Regions from separate parts of the Mus musculus genome. Here region 2 is linked to region 1. A link is a contact called in public Hi-C data. All regions are on one chromosome and are shown on one strand. Each heading gives the region's core, a stretch centred on a gene start, on an enhancer-like site or on the middle of the called end of the contact. The rest is flanking DNA. Distances are from core to core; before and after follow the strand shown.

The links. A called contact is a pair of places that touch in the nucleus more often than the background predicts.
Region 2: a contact with region 1 is called in a Hi-C map of granulosa cells, with 1.9 times the contacts expected there. The contact joins the promoter of E330023G01Rik here to the enhancer-like site in region 1. A contact is called at or near these places in 1 of 39 promoter capture datasets (liver), 3 of 15 datasets of contacts at CTCF or cohesin (liver, pro-B cells and stem cell-derived epiblast-like cells), 27 of 484 Hi-C or Micro-C datasets (the 63-12 cell line, 8-cell embryo, the HPC-7 cell line and 11 more) and 4 of 115 datasets of contacts at active chromatin or transcription factors (the 230-238 cell line, embryonic stem cells and hepatocytes).

What each region holds. Positions count from the first base shown.
Region 1 is chr9:98,716,888-98,719,587 of GRCm38.p6, forward strand. No RefSeq gene overlaps it. Among named protein-coding and RNA genes, the nearest start is that of Gm39411, 31 kb to the right of the region's middle. Within about 2 kb of position 1,309, at least 8 of the 459 cell types and tissues checked have an H3K27ac peak or open chromatin away from gene starts, as enhancers often do. A contact at or near this core is called in Sertoli cells and granulosa cells, where this site is marked.
Region 2 is chr9:98,818,696-98,821,484 of GRCm38.p6, forward strand. E330023G01Rik (RIKEN cDNA E330023G01 gene) reads right to left here and starts at 1,392. Exons shown (of 3, transcript NR_045332.1): 1 at 1,239-1,392.

The DNA of each region.
Region 1 (2,700 bases), core at 59-2,558:
TCAAAGTCACTTCCCTGGTCATCCAAGAAAACAGGCAGTCTCAAGCAAGTAGCTCTCTGGGAGAGTCATAAGCCATCCCGTGTGCCCCACAGGTTCCCTACAGAGTCATAGATGAACTCAGAGAAAACTAAGAATAGCAAGACGCAGCCGCTAGGAGAGTTGCTAGAAGGACTCAAGACTCTGGACTGGTTAAAAGAACAAGTGAGATTTCTAAGTTTGAAACATTTAATGAAGTAAAACTGAGAATTAAAAACTCAATTCAGATACAGTGACTGAAAAGCAACCATTTAGGAAAAAAACAAAACAAAAAAACCTCTTCAAACAGAAGCAAATTACTGAGATGTAAGTCTGAAGAGACGGATGAAACAACTGAGCAGAGACCGCAGAGGCAGCGAGGGGCTGGAGCTAAAGCACCAACACGGAAACCTAGGGATAGAGGACAGGAAATGCCAGGGAGCCACCAACACATCATGGGGCAAGGCTGGAAAGTCTGATGGGTGCTAATGGAACCGTCTGAGGAAGAGACTCAGGCTCCCTATAAAGTCATAGTTGGGCAAATAGAACTGTGAAGCGGTCGATCTGTGAAGAAATGATAGCTAGCATTTTCCAAACACAGGAAATCGCTTGATTCAGACATCTCTGAAGATGGAATGTGGAGGAACTTGTGAGCAGACACACAGAAGACAAAAAAAAGATCTCTAGGGTGCTAAGAGTGCTGGGTACTAAGGAGGTCTGTACCACATGCCGACGTGAGGGGCAGTGCAGTAGCATCTTTGGCATACTGATAGCCTGTGCAGAATTCTAAGCCCCGCTTAACTCTCACTCAGGGGTAAGAGCACAAGAATCTGCTCAGACAAAATATGTGCTTCACTAAAGGACAGAAAAAGAAGCAAATGTTCCAGAGAGAAGAGCTAGGGAACAAGAGGCATTTTTTGTTTGGTTTTGTTTTTAAGATAGCGTCCTATTACACAGCCCGGCCTGGCCTTGAACTCTCCATCCCTCTGCCTCCACCGCTCAAGTGTTGAGATGATAACAGATGCCAGCACGAAGGGCTCATAAGAGTGAATTGAAAACAAAGAAGATCTAACAACAGTGGCTCATGTTGGAATAAAAATTAATTTGGAATGGAATTCGTGGCCAGAGACAGCAAGTGAGACAGCAAGTGAGACAGAATGGGGGAGGAGGAGGGTGTTTGCCTTCACTTAGTAAAAGCTCATTCTAAATCTCGAGGAGGAATCAGTACAGTGAGAGTGAACTGTCTAAGTCAATTAAAGGAAGCAAAGGGAATTTCAGAAATCTGACTCAGAGCTGAGTTCCTGACCTTGAGGATTTGAGTCTGTGCAAGAGGCGGGGACTCTTCGAGGGCGGACTCTGCGAGGGCGGACCCTCCTGCTGGCACTTTTAGTGTATACAACGGTCAGGGTTCTGTGAAAATGGTGGCAAGTATGTTGTCTCGTTACTTCAGTTGTTCCAGAGGACACCTTGCCCTTGGCTACCTGGCCTTCCTCTTTCCTTATGGGCACTTAGCTTCAGGAGCATCTTGAACGCTCATTAACAGAGAAATGGTCGGGAGGATGGATGTTTCTGCGCAGTATAAAGGAGGGCAGAGGAAATCAATCCACTGTGTTCAGTTGTCTATTATTTGACACCTGCAAAACACACACACACACACACACACACTCACATGCACACACTCACACACACTTACATGCACACTCACATGCATACACTCACACACATGCACAAACATACACATGTACAAACACATGCACACACTCACACACATGTACAGATACACACATGCACAAACACACACACCTATACACACACTCTCACACACAGACCACAGATACACTCACTCACAGTCATACACACATGCACAAACACATACACTCACACATGCACACTCACACATATGCACAAACACATATACTCACACATGCACTCTCATACACATGCACAAACACACACACACACACACACACACACACACACACACACACACACACCAAAGAAGAGTTCCTTAAAGCCCAGCACAAGGCCCTAGCATCTCAGATGTAGACTCTGTATATAACTGAACTGCATTGAAAGATGCAAACTACTCCAAGAAGCAGCAGCAGAAACAGATATACATGATTCTTTTAGAAAAAGTTAAGAGAAAAACCTTAGTGTCTGACCCTTACAGATATTCCATCCACACAGCAAGATGAGAGGACACCAGCCTGGTCCCCAGCACATGTGATGGCAGTACACACCCTCCCCCATCCCCAAATACCCAGAGACCTGGTTGTTTATGACCAAACTTGGGTTGGCAAATCACAAGACAGAGAAGGCAGGAGAAGGCCAGCCAAACTGCCCTCTCCCTTGTTTCCTTCCCTGCTTATCAGCTCTCTACTTCCTGCCTGACCAAACATGTCAAGCATGTTTTTAAAAAGCTGATATCTTTGAGAAGAGTTATGGAGGACAAAGGGCCTTGATCACTCAGAGGACCATAGTGACCATGTAGCTCATGTCTCATATCTCCATCTCTGCCTTGGATTTCCAGAAAGAAGTGTGTGTGTGTGTGTGTGTGTGTGTGTGTGTGTGTGTGTGTGTGTGTGTTTGTGTGTGTGTGTGTGTGTGTGTGTGTGTGTTATTTTTCTATTCCCTGACAAAATATCATGACCAAGGCAATCTATAAATGAAAGCATTTAATTTGAG
Region 2 (2,789 bases), core at 142-2,641, 100 kb after region 1:
GGCTTCCCAAGGCTATGTAGCCTTGGGCAGGGCTCTTAATTCTCTGGATGCCATTTTCTCTTGCAAAATAAAGCAATATCCCCATCCCAGAGTAGAAGTGAGGATGACAGGCAACCTCTGTCCATGAAGTGTCACATGTGGTTTGAGGCACATGAGTGGGCTCAGCCATTGTCCCAGGTAAAGAAGTCAAGGGCAGCAACCCAGTGAAAAACCAAGTATCAACGAGCACAGCTTAGTCCTAGAACAGCCTTAGAACAGCAAAAAGACAGGAAACCACACAGGAGCTTGTTTTTAAAGACAAAGGAAAAATACGATTAAGCGGCCTGAGAGTGCTGTTACACAAGAATGAAAATATTTTCCTTACTAGGGCACTCGTATGTCAACAGCCGATAGGGAGTGGGAGCAGCCACCTCAAGGCCACCAGGCACCTCCAATAACACAGGATGGAGTGTGAATCCTTGTGGAGGATGGGAGAACTGGGATAGCACTGGCCCCAAAGCCAGCTGGATAAGGTCCCGAGAGATGCAGCCTGTGAGATGGGTGGGGGTGAGCAACTGGCACTCCATCCACCCATGGCTTCTCCCTCTCTTTCCTCTTCCACTCAACTGGACCATTTCAAAGTCACTGGCAGGAGGCTGGTTTAGTCAGGCCCAGGAAGGGAAAGAACTGCTCCTTAAGATTAACCAGCTAATACGGTACAGCCATGAAAGTCCTGTCAGAGTGACCCCCATGCCAGACCACAGTGTCACCCCATGGGACTCTGCTCAGCCCCAGTGGCAGTATAGAGATCAACCAGACCGCCTTCAGCCCACAGGCAAGGCCTCGCTGCAACTGACCCACTCATTCACTTCCTGGTCCTGTCAGGGCTACACACACAGACAGACAGACAGATACACACACACACACACACACACACACACACACACACACACACAGACCCAAAGTGTGGGCTTTCCTTCAGCTGACCATCTGTGTCCCATCTCTGCTCACACAGCCATGCCAAGTTTCCTTGTATTCTTTGCACCCTCCCTTCCCACTGCTGTGGAGCTGCTCTGGCTCCCTGCTCTCTGGTCTTGGGTCATGGCAAGCACTCTCCTGACCTCACATGCTCCAGCTTTCTGTTCCTATAGAATGAAAGAAGCACTACCATGGTGCTGCAGCCCCTATCCACCCACAGGACAGGGCTCTCCCCTGCCTTGACTCCTTCTGCACCACTGAACTGCCCCCCCTCCCATTACCTTCGAACTTCATAGCTTTTCCATGCGTTCCAGCTGTTTCTGCAGTGCCATTCCCCCCAGCAGTCTCACTGTGTGCCTGCTGGTGTGCTTCAGCCTTTCTAAGGCTCCCTTCTTTCTGTAGAAGTCACCTGGAGCTCCCGGAGCCAGTGACCCTGTAGAGGCCAGTTCCCTGAGCATTTGTTGATTGGCCCTCGGACCCAGTATGACTGTATCTCCCAACCAGGACCCTGAAGTAGAATAACAGGGTGAGGTCACCTTGTAGCTTAAGAGACTCAGAGAGGAGCCTTCCCATTCTCCTAAGAGAAGGGCTATACTAATTTACTGACCTCCAAAACCTGAGTATACAAGGTGTCTCCCAGGCTACTTCTGGGACTCCTCTAGGTAGAAACTCTTAGGGGAAGAAAGCAAAACTCTGAGAGGAGTGTGCTGGGGCCTGCCTGAGCCTTCAAGAGCCCAGGTTCAAACCCTGGATATTCTGGTCCTTTCCACAATGCCATGTCACCCCTCTCCACCCAACACCCTCAGAGGAGACTATAAAACATCCTCAGCCCTTCAAAGGAATCAACTTCAGATCTTGAAGACTACAAGGAGAAGCAGCAAAGGGCCATGCATGACCAGGTCCCCCTCACCAAGCGGTGTCCAGGAGCAGCTGCATGTGGTGGGGAGAGATCTCCCATTCCCTTCCCACGGCTGGGGTCGTGAGGCAGGAGGACAGGATCAATGCCAGTGTGAGCAGCAGGTACACTTCCTTCCCTGAGTGTAGGTAGACCCCGGGGACTGGGCCTCTGAGAAATGTGGCCATCTTTGTGAGAGCCAGGGCTGGAGACCAGTGGTTTCTGTCCCCAGTGCAGTCACAGGCAGGCAAAAGCTGTGACACCTAGAAACACTTTGCAATGTCCACTCAGAGAGATTTTCCTGAGCAATAGGGACCACCAAACACTTGTAGACACTTCCCAGACCTGAGCTTTGCAGACCAGCAGTGAACCTCACACCACCAAAATGGGACCCTTCGGTCTGAAGAGGCAACCGAGGAGATGATTTGAGAACCTGCCCCCACCCCACAGGAATCCACATCCCAGTTCTCAGGCCACATGGGTCAGGCATTCAAGATCAAGACGCAAATGATACACGGGCCCTACTTTCATCAAGTAGCCAAGGATCCAGGAGCATCAAGAACAGCCTGAGACCATGTGCTAAGGGATGTCTGTGGCTAGAGACACAGGCCAGTCCCTCCTCCTCCTGAGAGCCTCTACCAATCAGGCCCTCTCCTGCCTGGGCCATAGTGTGGGCCCTGTGGTTCCAGCAGCCTGGTCCCAGCTAACCAGACCAAGGTGGTCACTGGTTCAAGAGTGACCAGCAAAACAATTAAGAACCTGGCTTTTTGGAATTAGGATTTCTAAAGGGAATGAGTTACAGTGGCTGTCCATGAGACAAGGTTGGGGCCAGGGAGGCCCTGAGCACTGCAAACAGAGAGCACAACCTTTGAAAAGCCTGAGTTTAGAGCCCCCCCCCCACTTACAGATTGAATCTGAAATGTCCCCCACTGGCTCA